4 separate regions of the Mus musculus genome follow, and all the other regions are linked to region 1. Evidence: chromatin contacts called from public HiChIP or PLAC-seq and promoter capture Hi-C data. All regions are on one chromosome and are shown on one strand. Each heading gives the region's core, a stretch centred on a gene start, on an enhancer-like site or on the middle of the called end of the contact. The rest is flanking DNA. Distances are from core to core; before and after follow the strand shown.

Region 1 (3,724 bases), core at 817-3,316:
TATCGTCTCCTCAAGCCATGATACAAGAGACTGATACAATATCCACTTCCTCCAGGCAGGAGCGAGTGTGCAACAGACAGTGTGCCTGTCCATTCAACCTATTTAAGCCTTGTGCCAGCCAGTGGGCCGAGCACCCAGGATGTACTGACACGAGAGGAATTACCTTTGGCTTCTTGTTGGCTAGAAAGACCTAATGTGGCAGAGAGGCAATGACAACATAATTTGCCAAGAGCTGCTCTTGGAGACATATAATATTATAGAAGTCCATATAATAGAAGACAAGCCAAAAAATTATATAAGCATGGATCCAAAAAGTATAAGTGGAGATTGTTCAAGTGAAGGAATGTGGAAGTTTTCTGGGCCAAAAAAAAAACAAAACAAAACAAAAAAAAAAACCCTACCTATGTCAGAGAAGTGTGCAGTCACTGTCTTATTTCCACCTATCACTCTTCTCCCCTCTTCTGAAGTTATTCTCTAGCCTGCAGGTTAACCCAACCATCCACTGTGCCAATGGAGCTCTTTCAGGAACCGAACAGGAGCCAATAAGCAATGCATGCCACCAAGGAGTGGGGTCGGGAAGCAAGCCTACATTACACTGACAAACATTTGACTTTTCTGCAGAAAAAAATATTATGCCTCTTAGACTATTTTGGACTTTGTTAGAAGCATCTGAAATGGATGACACCAAGCTGTTTGCCTCAAACAGTGTCCCAAGCCTGAACCGGCAAGGATAATTTTCTGAGATTAAAATAGAAACTTCTTTTGCTAACAGAAGCAACTTGGAAATCAAAGAACTATTATTTTTCCTTTTCTTGCAGAAAAGTCCTGTTTTTACACATACTGATAAATCAGGATAGTGTAACCAAACTGGCACAGAACTTTTCGTTAACAATTTGAAGTAGCAGAAACCTTAAAATGATGCGAACGGAGTGACAGTTGAATGTACGGTAGCAAATACTTTCGATTAACATTTATGAGCACCTACTATGTGCCAGGCAATGTTGTAGGCACTAAACAAAGATAGCTCTTCTTGGAGAGTTTACATTACAACAGAAAGAAGACATAGATAAACAAATTATGCTGTAAGAGAAAAGATCAGTACAATGGGGGGGGGAAGGCAAAGTATGGCTGGACGTGACACCAGAGGGGAAGATAAGAATTTTAAACAGCATTCATATTTGGCTTTTAGGGTGACTTTTAGGCAAGGAAGTGAGATTCAGCTATACACACAACCTCTTCAATGCATGCCTAGAGGGTGCCAGGCCAGGAGATCATGGACTGAAGAGAGAGAGGACAGGACAGCCAGCCATTGGGGGTATGGCCTAAGGACGGGAATGATTTAAGTTTGAACGTATATTTATGAAAATCATTTCTTTTCAGTCCTTTGGTGCAATGCTTTTTATGATAGCTCAGTAACTACTTCAAATGGTTCTAAAGAGGTCCCCTCAAGACCAGCTACACCACAAGCTAAGTGGTAACTAACTCCCCTTCCTCTGGGGTGGAGCACTTGCCCTACCCACGGGGGTGCACCAAGTGGAGCTTCAGGACACAGACAGTTTTCCAAGGTTCTTCTCTTTCTCCTGAGCCCAGAGTTCTTCTTCAAAATTCGACCTGAGAGCCGAACCCCCCCCACCACACTCCCCACCCCCGTTAAAAGGTGCAGGGATATTCCAGCTCTGTAGGAGAAGCAATCTGGGTCTGCCTGCCTTCATCAGTCCAGGAACCCCTCCGGTAGGTGCAGAAAAGTTGGGTTCTCCCCTATAGACCACCTGTGTGTGTATGTGGGGGGGCATCTGTCTACCCCCACAGAACGCGTACTTCCACTTCCAACCCCACTGTCGCCCCAGCCTCTGGCGGCTGGGCTCACTTTTTCAGGCAGGTCACCCGACAAGCCCTCTCCCTAGCTCTGCTCCCAACTTTTCTCGCAGCCCGGGGGCAAGCGCCACCCGTGGCCGAGGCTGCCTGCGCGCCGCATCCCCGCCCCTGAGCCGCCCCTGCCCCTGGGGCCCGGGGAGGGGCGAGCCCCGGCGCGCGCCCAGGGCACCAGGGCGGCGGGGCAGGGAGGGCGGCGGGCTGCGCGGCGCGTCCCTCCCGCCTCGCCCCTCCCCGCGGGCGGCGCGGCTCCCGCCGCAGCGCCTCCCCTCGCCAGGAGGGAGCCGGAGGGGCTCTGCCAGCCCGCCGCAGACCTGCCCGGCTGCGCGCTGCGCTCTGTGCGTCCCAGCAGCCGCGGGTGCCGCGCCGAAGGCGGCCGGGAGATCCCGGGACGCGCAGCTCCCCGCAACCTTCAGCGTCCCCGCGTCCCGGTCCTCCGGCATGGCTGTGCTCCTAGCGGCGGTGCTCGCGTCCTCGCTCTACCTGCAGGTGGCTGCCGACTTCGACGGGAGGTGAGGCGGGTCTCGGGTGCCCTCCCCTTTCCCTCAGGGACCTCGAGTGGAGCAGCCTGGCTCCGGGCTCAGGAGAAAGAGAGGCTCGTGCCCCGTGTGCGGTGAGAGCGGGCAGGAGCAGGGACACAGGTGACGCGTGGAGCGTCCCTACAGCCAGTGATCAGGATGGACTGTGTCCCGAGGGGAAACTTGCAGGTGACCCGGCGATTCGACAAAGGGTGGCGGCGAGGACCGTACTTGGAACAAATGGCACCCGAGGGCTCTCGGTTTGTGGTTCGGAGGGGGGACGGTGTACACAAGCTTAACATGAGTACTGAGAGGAGGCGCTCGGGGTGCGTGTGTGTGTGTGTGTGTGTGTGTGTGTGTGTGTGTAGCACGCGGCACCGCTCAGACCTGGCGGGCCTGACTGTTGCTTGCTCTGACAGGTCCCAACAACCTCCGGCAGGGTCTCTGCTGTCACTCAGCGTGTCCCCCCAAGGCAGCGCACCGCGCGATCTCCCCGGAGATCCCGGGCTCAGTCCCCACTGAAGGCCTCAGCTGGACAGGTTTCCCGCTGGCTCACACCACCACTCACCCCTGTCCCCATCCCTCAGAGCTTGTCCCAGGGCTGCCTTGAAGATGCCGCACCTGTTTTACCTGCAATCTTGGAACGAATCAATTCCAGGATTGATTGGCTTTCCTGTCCCTGGAGGGGACCAGAGGAAAAGCCTCGGAGCGCGGAAGAAAAAGGCACCCGCTCCCGGTTCACCACCTGGTCGGAGGAAATAGAAGTTGGGGTTGTTTTGTACTTTGAGCCTGAGGGTAAAGCGAAGATGAATTGAAGAGATAAAGAGTTTAAAGAAGAGTGGAAAGCAGCCAGAGGCTAAGCCTTTTATTTTCCAAAAGCAATTCTTTGCCCACATTTGGATTTGTGGTGCATTACTTTGGGGCACACATATTTACAAAGAAACACACACACACACACACACACACACAGCCTAGGTGTCCATTTACAAAGAAACACACACACACACACACACACACACACACACACACACACACACACACACAGCCTAGGTGTCCAGAAAGTCTGGTAGGTGTGAATCTAAACAGGCTAACAGTCACAGGTGTAAGTGTGATCTGATGCATAAATCTGCATCCTAAACTTGGAGTCTCTCTGGGTACACTTTACATCGGAGAGGGAAATAATGTGGATTGCTGATGCAGACAGCTTGTAAAATACGAGGACACTTGAGACACTCTTCACGGCCTGGTTTTGGGCTTTTCTTACAGCAGTGGTGGGGAAGAGGAGGAGGAGGAGGAGGCAGTTGTATAGAAAGAGCTTGGTTGGTTGCATTTGA
Region 2 (3,474 bases), core at 910-3,409, 180 kb after region 1:
TTTGCCAACTTCACAGCTGGTTAGTTCCACGGCTGCACAAAAAGGTCAGATTTTAGATCCACATTCTACATGTTATTCCTGACATACAATTATATAAAGACTTAAACAAGATTTGAGACATAAATGAATTTATTTCAACATGATGCCAGTACAGTGTTTTTAAAAATTTCTACCATTACCAGCCTGAAAACAAACAGCAACTACAAGAAAAATAAGAGTTGTCCCTACATGTCTACAACAAACTATGAACAATTTATTTTAGAAAACTTTCAATTACAATAAGTAAGGTTAAATACTGAATAGCTAAAGAGAAGAAATGATCAGTTATATAAATTTTGTATATTTAATACTAGGGAGTCCCTAAAGAAAAAAAATTTTAGTCCATATATTTTGTATTTCCAGCCTTCAAATCAGTTTGACACATCTGCCATCCAGAAAAGCTTCAATCAAGTCAGCGATCCGTATCAGCAGCACTGTTCCATCCCGCCACTGGCAAAGGAAAATGCCAGTCTCCATCTGATTCCCGAGCTCTGCAGCTTGGTGTGGTGTGCGGTGAACCCTGAAAGGCTGCAGAGGCCCCACCCAATTCGACAATGGCTGTCCCTTTCTCCATTCATCTAACCTGTCCGTCTCCCAATCTTCCCATAATTAAAGCATAATGCAATTGTATCTTATAAGCCATCAGCTGTGCAATCATTTTTATAGACCAATCTCTCACCCACAGAACCAGCATTAAAAAAAATCTTACATTTGTAAATAAAGCCTGAATCCCATGTTGAGGTCATCGGGTTTGAATGAAGATAGAAGGCTTTTGTGTGTGTGTGTGTGGTGTGACTGAGTGAAATAATTTTTCTAACTCCCACTTTCTTCATCCTCACTGATCAGTATCATATCTCTTAGAAAAACTGAAATATCTTTAACATGATAAACACACATCTCATGTTTGCTATGTGAGCAAAGTCAGATTTAAAATGCTGTCTCTCTTGAAGCCCTTTTGTCTTGATAGGAATGATGGCTGCTTAGGTCTACTGAATCTCCAATGTTTGAACATCCCTTCACTATTACGCAAGGCCTTTTTTTTTTTTGTCTCTCCTCTATATTAACTTTTTTTTTGAACGGGGGTAAGACATTCATTTTCTTGATTTGCTTCATCTTGATAGGAGTTTCCTCACTTCCCAGGAGCCCTCATGAGAGAGTACACAGACAGCAACACACCTTTTGTATCTCTATTCTGCTGAAGGTGACTTCACTGACCATAGTGCCTCAGGGTCGCATCTTCTTCCTTCTGAGCTATGAAGGGATCTACTGTTTTCTCTAAGAAGTCAGGTCAAAATTGAATTTGAGAAAACTGGCATGATTTACTCCTTTTATGTGCTCCCAGGATCTTGGTACTTCCAAATTTCATAATGATATAGTAATAGTAATAATAATAATAATAATAATAATAACAATAATAATAGTAATAATATCTATTTGACAGAGAAATGCTTTTGTTAGAAAAAGTTTCATAAGTGTTAAACTTTAAAACTGTTTTAAAGTTGTCAGAAGTAGAGAATTCCTACAGGGCCAATATTTTCTGTTCCCAACACAACTGTGAAGAGAAGAGTACTAATACTGTCTAAGTGTGGATGTAAGTGTAAACACTATTTCTCCATGCTAACAGAAAAGGTTACCTACTACCCGTTTACTGAGTTCTTGACTATCCAAGGTGGATTACTAGTCTTTACAAAGATAATTAATGGCTCAGAAATTATGGAGTTTGCTCAAAATTTGGAGTGAGCGTCTTAACTAGATCTAGAGAGCTACATTCTTGAACAAAGTTTTAAAAATTTTAAACCAGACACAAATTAATAAAGAATAAATCCAAATTAAAAAATAAGAGCCATCAGATATTAGCACTCTGTAATAAGGCCAAGCTCTTTAAAGGAAAATGATAAGAGCTAGACTATAATTTATGTTTATCAATATCAACTATATAATTAACAATAATTTGAAAAGCAGAAAATGTAATATTTGTTTCTTGTGATAGAGAAACAAATAAAAAGGAATGGAACAACAATTATCTAGATATTAGACTTGACAGGTAAGGGTAGTAATGCAATTGTGACTATGTCAAGGGTTAAAAGGAGAATGTACTCAAGGTAACTTGATACATGTAAAACAGAAGAAAGAAGAGGAGGAAGGAAGAGCAGCCAGCTGTGAGAAGGCTAGTTAGACACTACAGACCCAGAGAAATGACCAGCACATAATTCAAAAGGTAAATGGGAAGCCAATAAAGTATTAGGATGATTAAAACTTTATTAGCTAACTGTTTTGTGCATGCTGGCCACACTCCTGTACATGTCTGCATTCTCAGTCCAGGCTCCTGTACTTGGGATCCTCTCACTAGCAGAGACCTTTTTAGGGCAAGTCTGAGGTTACCTGTGCAGAAGAATAGAGACTCCCTTCCACTCTGACCCAACGCATTTCTATTTTTAGCCCTTTCTATTAAACCCCTGTCTGTCCTTCAGGTTCCTAACATCAAGAGGACCATTTGCTAAGTGACAGCGCTTGGCAGCATCTGAAGCCCCTGGCTCTGCTCATCCATCCGCCCCTTGCCTGGTCCTTCTCCATATGGAAGCCTTCAGCATGGGAGAGACGCTATTTCAGTAATGATTAAAGGTTGACATCATTTTCAGATGGTGCTGTTGCTAGAATTCACAATCTCAACACCAGCTCTCTCGCTCACCTGAGTTCAGTTCATCTCATTAAAATAAAAGGAAAAATCAAGACAAACAACTCAGGAAATAAAAGCCCCAACCACTAAAGCTCTTGTAGGTTGACAGAATGAGGTAAGGAAGACATAAGCTGCTATGGAAGAAGAGCATATCTATTAGAAGGTAGAAAGAAAAAATTTTCTGGGCTGATAAGACTATTCTGTATCTGGGGTGAGATTTACATATATGCTGACAACTGTCACAACGCATTGAGTTAGATAATGCAAACCTACACATTTTATGAAAATATGTCTAAATACAAGAAATAAAAAACAATTTTTACATATTTTCCTTTAAAGTTTCTTTATGCTTGAAATTTATAGATACTTGATTTAGAATTGCATATTAACTGTTAACTGCACAAACCTTCAGGTTTTTTTTTTTTTAAAACCCTTATTTTGTGTAAGAAAATGTTTTACCCACATATATGTATGTGTGCCATGTGTGTGCATGCCTTCTGCTAATGGAGGTCAGGAGAGAGTACTGGATGCCCTGGAACTGGTGGGGAGCTGCCATGATGGTGCTGGGAATGGAAGCCAGGTCTCCTGCAAGAGCAGCCAGTGCTGAGCCTTCTCCCTAGTCCTAGAGCTTCATTCCTCAGACTACAAAAATGTTAGAACACTGATGATTTTCGATCGAATAATTGACTGTTTTCAACAATTATTTTTTATTTTTAATGTTTTATTTATTTTTCTGAGAATATCATACAATATAATAT
Region 3 (3,394 bases), core at 742-3,241, 140 kb after region 1:
CTGTGGCAGTCCTTTGCTCACCATGTAGATCTCAGAGACTAGACTCACCTTGTCAGACTTGGAGAAAGTACCTTTACCCACTGAGCCATCTTGCCCACCAAGTTTTGGATACTTAAAGACTATGTCTAAAATTCTTCACATTCTCATGTTGCCCACATTAAAAAACAAACAAAAACCCAACATATTTAAAGTTTGTCCCTTTAATAGAGACATAAAGGAAATTGAATGGGAATACTTTTAACTCCACTCCTGATTTTCCAACAAATATTGCTCTTCCTTGACTTTTCCTTGGTCTCCTTATTCATTCTGCCCTAGCACCATGGGGTTTGTTTGACTGGTAAAGCTGGGACAGCTCAGCCTGTCTTCCCCTAGTAACTGCTACTTTCCTGGGGAAAATTCTTTTACACCTTCTGGAAAGGCTTGGATGGGTCAGGCTCTGCATCAGCGCAACAGCTACGTTCTCTACTGACTCTGAAGATGTCATCTGCAACCCTGCTCTGCTTGGCTTTTGTATGCTGTAGTCTCTGATGTCTTTTTTTTTTTTAAAGTATAGAATAGAGTTTATTCAGGACATGGGGAGGGGAAATTGAGAGGGTAGTAGAGAAAGGGAGAGAGAGAGGGAGAGGGAGAGGGAGAGGGAGAAAGAAACCGAGCAAGCAAGCAGAGGCCGGCTATAAGCACATGGAGAGAGGGGGGGGCGGGGGGGGGGAAATGGAGAGAGAGAGTAAAGGGAAAAGAGGACAGAGTTAGAGCAAGAAAGCAAGAGCTGTCTCTGATGTCTTGTCTTGTCTTTCCTTTCTTTCTTTTTCTCTTTCTTTTGAGGCAGGGACTCTCTACATAGCCCTGGCACTTGCTGTTTAGACCAGGCTGTCCTTGACCTCAAAGAGATCCACTTGTCTCTGACTCACAAGTGTTTGAATTAAAGGCCTGCCTTACCAATCACAGCAGGCTCCATTCTCATTCATATTCTCTCTCTCTCTCTCTCTCTCTCTCTCTCTCTCTCTCTCTCTCTCCCTCCCTCCCTCCCTCCCTCTCTCCCCCCCTCCCCTCATGGTGGCAGTTTTGGTCATCACATGTACTTTTTATTTGTCAGTTTGCTTAGAATTACTCAGCAGTTCCTCTCTCAATCTGCTCAACTCTTGTTTCATGATCTGACGGACACTTGGCCCTTGAGTTTCTGGGTAAAGAAGTCTCCCAAGCCCAACAGGCCCCACCAGGGCAGCTTCAGAGCCTGCGCTCAGCCTTGCTGCTCTCACAGAAGTTCTCTCTGTGCTTTTGAAATGTCAAAAAACCAGTTAGAAAAAAAAAAAAAACAAAAACCAAAAACCCTGAAAACCTATGCCATCATATTAATTTATGTTTCATATAACATAATAATGTTGGTAATGGAGGCAGCTAACTTTATAAAGAAAGGAGGTGTAATTAGCTCATAGTTGCAAAGGCAGGGAGCCCAAAGGCCTACAGTCAGTGCCCACTGTGGATGGTAGTACTGTAGAAGTCCCACTGGTGTTCACACTCGGTCCCACAGGCACTTACATAGACAGACCTCCACTGACCACAGGACTTCCCACTAGGGCCCACTCTTAAGTCCGACCTTTTAGTATTACCCAACTTACAACTAAGGTCTTAACATGCAGACTTTTGACAAACAACATCAGAAGCTACTATTGGGGTTTCCTAAGCTTCCTACTATTCATCCTGATGCTGAAAACTGGACTGTGTGTGGGGGGAAGAAGGCTTCCATAAGAGGCCTGCTCCTCTTGGTAAGAATGCAGACAGATCCATACAGTTAGACTTATCTATGAAGAAAGATAAGAAACTTATCTCTGAAGAAACACATTTTCGACAACCTAGACAGTAGGCAGGAACAGTTGAGGACATCTCTGGGGACACTTACCTCAGCTGTTTGCTTAGCCACGTGGCCTACAACCACAATGACTTTCCCCTTGAAGTTGTGCAGCATGGTGGTGTAAGGGCCTTGGCTGAGCTCTCCTTCTGCCGTGAACGCTGCGCTGAATGGGATGTTGATGCTGCCTGCAATGTGCCCGCGAACGAAGCTGACAGGGAGCTTAAGGAAAACTGTTTTTTAAAAAATTTCCATGTTCACCTGAGTATTTTATTTGAACAAAGTGAGATTCTCTAAGGAGGAAGAAAATTAAATTTCAGAATAAAGTGGAACAGAGAAAGGAAGAGACGTACTCATCAGTGGAAACTGAAAGCAACCCTGACCCAGTTAAGCCATGGTCCTCAACTGGCTACAGCCTGTGTGCTATCATGTTCACCAGCACAACCGGGCATAGTTCAAAGTCCACTGTCTCAGGGCAAATTTGATACTGAAAAATATTTGCAAAGTAGATGCTAAGTCAGACTTCATTTAGAACTGTTAGAGGTCACCAGCCCCAGCTGGAAACTGTTCTGTTGCAGGTTAATGTGTCCAGCAAACTCAGCTGACATATCCATTATTCTGAGTTCATATCCTCCAGAAGGTGCCATATCTTATGCTTCTTATACTTTAGAATTCTGATGCTCAAAGTGACTATCACTGTTAGTTTAGGAAATAAAGTCATCCATTAAGCAGGAGCTCACACACACACACACACACACACACACACACACACACACACACACACTCTTTACTAAGTAATTAGAGTATGATCGGATGAATTAATTAAAAATAGAACTTTGGAAATTAAAAGGACATGGTTATACCCAGAAAACTGTAAAAGAGAGGTATGAGCTACTGGGTAGATTACATTGGTTTGAGAGGATGGGGCGGGGTTTGCTGAGGGGGTGATGGTAAGGTTAAATCCTGAAGAACAGATAGAAGTTAGGACAAAGAAGTGGAAGGAAGTGGAGGAGGGATGGGGAGCTGAGGCGGAGATTTTGTAGTCACAGTGGGGCGGAGGGAGCATATACCCAGCTAAGGCGGGGAAGGACAACACCGTGGAATTTAAGTGTGAGATAAAGGGAGGTGGAGGCTGGACTGTGCCTGTGCTGTTTGTGAGAACGATATTTTTTCTGCCAGTAAGGAAAACCCATGTATTCTAAGCAGAAAAGCAGGATACTGGATTTGCACTTGAGTGCTGCTGTGGGGAAAAGCACAAAGGAAACTGTGTACCTAGTTAATGAGAAATTTGGGTTATAGCTCCTTTCTTAATAATAATCACTGTTGACTACCATGAAAGGCCATCTCTGTATTCAATAGAGCCCCCTCCCCTAAACTGTCACATAAGGGACTAAGACAAGTGATAGTTTAAAAGGCTATGACCCGAGCAAGTACTGTTTCCCCTCTGCATGTCTCAGTGTGGGAGGGAACCATCTATGTTGAAACAGTAGTTATCAATGAGCTCAGGCTGCAGGCTTCCCCGCTCCTCACTCAAGGAGAGTGGACAGA
Region 4 (3,682 bases), core at 527-3,026, 160 kb after region 1:
GTTTTGGGATCTGGTGAAAGCATCAGCTATGGCTCTAATCTCTATAAAACCAGCTAACAGTGCTGTGAGACCAAGCACCAAATGGGGATTGCCTCATGGGACCTAAGTATCATAGAGTTTAGGTTCCACAATGTTGAGTTCAAGGTTACTATTACCACAGAAGTCAGCATGACCTGTACTCATCCTAGATGTCAGAGAGAAAGTTCTACACTATTCTCTAAGAATATGGCTCTAAGGAATGGTTGCTGATGTCAGAGGCCCAGGTATCTCCTGCATTTATCCTGAAGGTCCTGGAGAATGTCTTCACTTTCTATAGATCAGGAACTATGGTAGGTGTTATTAGAAACTATAGCATTGCTCTTCTTGTACTGAGGGACCAAGGGATAGTTCTCTCCATATTCTGCATCATCAACACTACAAATACAACTGCAAGCACTGGTGCCACCAGGGCTCAAGTATGTATTGCTAATGGACATGTCACTTTGCTTATGTCCACTGAAAACCTATGACAATTTTGGGATCATTGCATTCTAGACACTTGACACCAAAGCTGAAGAAACTGAGAGATGTGCTAGTGAGCTGCCTATAACTGAACCCGATGCACCTACCAACTGATAGATCCATACAAACAAAACCTTTCGTACAAAAGCTACTTCATAAAATAGTCAGAGTAAGTAAATATTACACCAAATATGTAGACATCAGTTCGAGGAGAGAGCATCAGAGGAAGCCTAATGCCCTTAACGAAAACAATCTTTCAGAAAAAGATCTCAGAGAAAAAGCTAAGGATGCCTGAAAAAAAATGTAAAGCAATGATTTGAACTTAGTGACATACAAAGCAAAACACATGAATGATACAAAGAAATGAGAAAAACAATTCAAGGTACAAGTGAGAAATTCACCAAAGACACAGAATCTGTACAACAAACAAACAAAAAACAAAGACTGATCTTCGAACTAAAACCCTGAAAAAAAAAAAAAAAGTAATAGCTTCCACAAAAGACTACAACAAGTGGAAGGGTTTCTGATGTGGAGGACACGCCTTCCGAGTTAACCTCAGGCATAGCAGTAGTTAGATAGGAAAAGGAGGGAGAATGAAAAGAACAGAGAACTTATGGACTTTATGGAATACTACCAAATGGACAACTTTCACACTACAGGAATCCCAGCAGATGAAAAGGGAGTGTATTGAGAACAATCTCAGTGATTTTTCACAGCTCCAACTATATGGATGACTATGTATAAAAAATCCAAAGGACCGCCTGCAAGCTACCAACATGGAGCTTTAACCAAGTGTTTTCCTCTTTCCTGCTGTCACATGTGAATGTGGTCCCATGTGTGACGTCAGAGGATAAGTGCAGGCAGTGGTCTTCACCTTCCATCTTGTTTCAGACAGGGTCTCTTAATTTTCACTGTTGTGTACCAGGCCTGCTGGCTAATGAGTCTCTGGGGTTCTCCTGTCTCTGCCTCCTATTCCTCCATGTATACATCTTTTACCAGCAGCAATAGGACACATTTTTTTTTTCATCCAACAGCAGTAGGACACATGTTTTCCCTCTCTTATCAATGCACGGAACAATCTTTAGGGCACATCATCAAATGTGGTGGCTAGTACAAACATCAAATAGACATCTAAGTGATTAGTAGACCACATTTCTGGGTGTGCTTGAAAGGAATTTCCACGGAAAGTTTGCTTATGAAGGTACTGACATAGTGTAGCGATTGGTTGATGATTCATAATATGATGGTATTAGGATGTGGTTACGTCAGGAGGTTGGGCCCAGTTAGAGGAAGTGTGTCACTGTGTTAATGAGGACAATAAATTGTCCTGCTCTTTTCTACAGTCCCTCTCTTTTCTTTTATCCAGCCATGAGTAAACAGATCCCTTAGTATACACTCCTACTGTCATTATATTCTGCTCAAGCTTATGGGTCCAGAAATCAATAAAGCCAGGACCCAAATAAATAGTTCTACCCTTAAGATGTTCTGTCAGGCAATATATATAAAAACACAGACTTTTTTTTTTTTTCAAAAGACAGGGTTTCTTTTTGTAGCCCTGGGTATACTGGAACTTACTCTGTAGACCCAGTAGGCCTCCAACTCACAGAGATGTACCTGTCTCTGTCTCCTGAGTGCTGGGATTAAAAGTGTATGCCACCACTGCCTAGCTAAGTTTTAATAAACTTTTAAAAACAGAAATTATGGGAAATTTTAGAGATGCCTCAATGGTTAAGAGCACTGACTGCTCTTCCAGAGGTCCTGAGTTCAATTCACAACAAACACATAGTGGCTCACAACCATCTGTAATGGGATCTGATGTGTGTCTGAAGACAGCTACAGTGTACTCATATAAATAAAATAAATACATCTTTAAACCAAACCAAACCAAACCAAACTGAAACCGTGACATTTTCTCATAATGGGAGAGAAGCACAGAGTGGCCACAGTAGAAAGTATGCACATAGATGGGAATTCAGTAACACGCTCCTAAAAGTCCAGTGGCTAACTGGAGAAGTTAAAAAAGAAATACAAAATGCTATAAGAATGAAAATGACCCTAACATACCAGAGTCTATGAAGTCTGGGTAAAGAAGCACATTACAGAGAAGCATGCAGTAGTACATGGGCAAATCAAAGGCGCTACCCCACAGACTCCGCAGCACACTAACAATCTGGAGTGAGAGCAAAGAAAATCCAAACGAGAGAAAAGACTGACAACCAGAATGGAAATTTTAAAAACTACAATCAATCAAAGCAGCTTCTTGTTGTTTATAAGACAGGCTTTGCCTTTGCAGCCCAGGTGACCTAGATCTCCCTGTCTGTCTCCACAGTGGGGAGATGACAGACATGGGCCACCATGTTCTGTGACCAGCATGCTGAGTGATGGAGCTGTGGGTTTTGAAAAGGTAAATGAGAACGACTAAATGTTCTGCTCTAACAAGGAAGATGGAGAAGACTCAAAGTCAGAGATGAAACAAGGTTTCTCACAGCACAGAAATGCAAAGGACCATGAGAGACCCATATTAGATACTAACAATGTGGACGGCCTACAAGAAATGGATACGTTTCTGAATACACACTATCAAATTAGAAATCTAAATATGCAAATAGTGAGCAGCAACACTGAAACAATAACTAAAATCTCCCATCTGAGGAAAGCCTCAAGAACATGAGAGCTTTGTTGCTGAACTACGCAAAATATTTAAACGACTTATTCAAATTCCTCTTAAACTTCTTCTCTAACTGAAATGAGAAGAACTGCCAACTTCTTCTTCTGAAGCCAGCATTACCTTAGTATCAGAACCATATAAAGATCCCCCACACAGGAAAACTAAAAACATTTACCCTGATGACCATACATGCCAATGTTCTCTACAAAGCAGTAGCGTTAAAAAATCAGCATTACATTAAAAAGACCAAAGACCATGGTCCAGTGTGACTCACTGCAGGGATGGCGTAATGGTTCAAAAATAACATATTGCAAAGTTATTATAACCAAACAGTGAGGTACTGTTATACTACACAGACAGACAGACAGACACACACAGAAAAAACACAATAAAAATTTAAATTAATTTACAATCATATGGCCAAATATATATTTATTTTTAGCAAAGATACCAGTATACAGTAGAGAGAAGATGGTGTATTTAATAAATGTCCAGTCTCATAATGATCAGGGA

Evidence for each region. Promoter capture Hi-C pulls out the DNA fragments that hold promoters and counts their contacts. HiChIP or PLAC-seq counts read pairs in DNA pulled down with a chosen protein or histone mark.
Region 2: a promoter capture Hi-C map of the HPC-7 cell line shows a contact between it and region 1. The contact joins the enhancer-like site here to the promoter of Npnt in region 1. A contact is called at or near these places in 12 of 39 promoter capture datasets (the 3T3-L1 cell line, 3T3-L1-derived adipocytes, the HPC-7 cell line and 9 more), 1 of 15 datasets of contacts at CTCF or cohesin (the NIH/3T3 cell line), 15 of 484 Hi-C or Micro-C datasets (the C2C12 cell line, the G1E-ER4 cell line, the MC3T3-E1 cell line and 8 more), 5 of 115 datasets of contacts at active chromatin or transcription factors (craniofacial prominence, embryonic forebrain, embryonic stem cells and 2 more) and 1 of 9 other capture datasets (adipose tissue).
Region 3: a promoter capture Hi-C map of liver shows a contact between it and region 1. The contact joins the enhancer-like site here to the promoter of Npnt in region 1. A contact is called at or near these places in 5 of 39 promoter capture datasets (embryonic stem cells, hippocampal neurons, liver and 1 more), 1 of 484 Hi-C or Micro-C datasets (nephron progenitors) and 1 of 9 other capture datasets (pancreatic islet).
Region 4: an HNF4G HiChIP or PLAC-seq map of pancreatic cancer cells shows a contact between it and region 1. The contact joins the enhancer-like site here to the promoter of Npnt in region 1. A contact is called at or near these places in 12 of 39 promoter capture datasets (the 3T3-L1 cell line, 3T3-L1-derived adipocytes, the HPC-7 cell line and 8 more), 1 of 15 datasets of contacts at CTCF or cohesin (the NIH/3T3 cell line), 2 of 484 Hi-C or Micro-C datasets (embryonic stem cells and nephron progenitors), 2 of 115 datasets of contacts at active chromatin or transcription factors (embryonic stem cells and pancreatic cancer cells) and 3 of 9 other capture datasets (adipose tissue, liver and pancreatic islet).

The regions. Positions count from the first base shown.
Region 1 is chr3:132,948,633-132,952,356 of GRCm38.p6, reverse strand. Npnt (nephronectin) reads left to right here and starts at 2,066. Exons shown (of 14, transcript NM_001287101.1): 1 at 2,066-2,384. The coding sequence starts at 2,314.
Region 2 is chr3:132,769,331-132,772,804 of GRCm38.p6, reverse strand. The region is part of intron 22 of Tbck (TBC1 domain containing kinase); the gene reads right to left. Gm30294 (a long non-coding RNA gene) reads left to right here. Exons shown (of 3, transcript XR_376096.3): 3 at 403-677. Among named protein-coding and RNA genes, the nearest start is that of Gm30294, 6.4 kb to the left of the region's middle. Within about 2 kb of position 2,159, at least 2 of the 459 cell types and tissues checked have an H3K27ac peak or open chromatin away from gene starts, as enhancers often do. A contact at or near this core is called in the HPC-7 cell line, where this site is marked.
Region 3 is chr3:132,813,853-132,817,246 of GRCm38.p6, reverse strand. Tbck (TBC1 domain containing kinase) reads right to left here. Exons shown (of 26, transcript NM_001163455.2): 25 at 1,898-2,057. Among named protein-coding and RNA genes, the nearest start is that of Gm30294, 38 kb to the right of the region's middle. Within about 2 kb of position 1,991, at least 21 of the 459 cell types and tissues checked have an H3K27ac peak or open chromatin away from gene starts, as enhancers often do. A contact at or near this core is called in liver and pancreatic islet, where this site is marked.
Region 4 is chr3:132,789,400-132,793,081 of GRCm38.p6, reverse strand. All of the region lies in intron 23 of Tbck (TBC1 domain containing kinase), which reads right to left. Among named protein-coding and RNA genes, the nearest start is that of Gm30294, 14 kb to the right of the region's middle. Within about 2 kb of position 1,776, at least 39 of the 459 cell types and tissues checked have an H3K27ac peak or open chromatin away from gene starts, as enhancers often do. A contact at or near this core is called in the HPC-7 cell line, the NIH/3T3 cell line and pancreatic cancer cells, where this site is marked.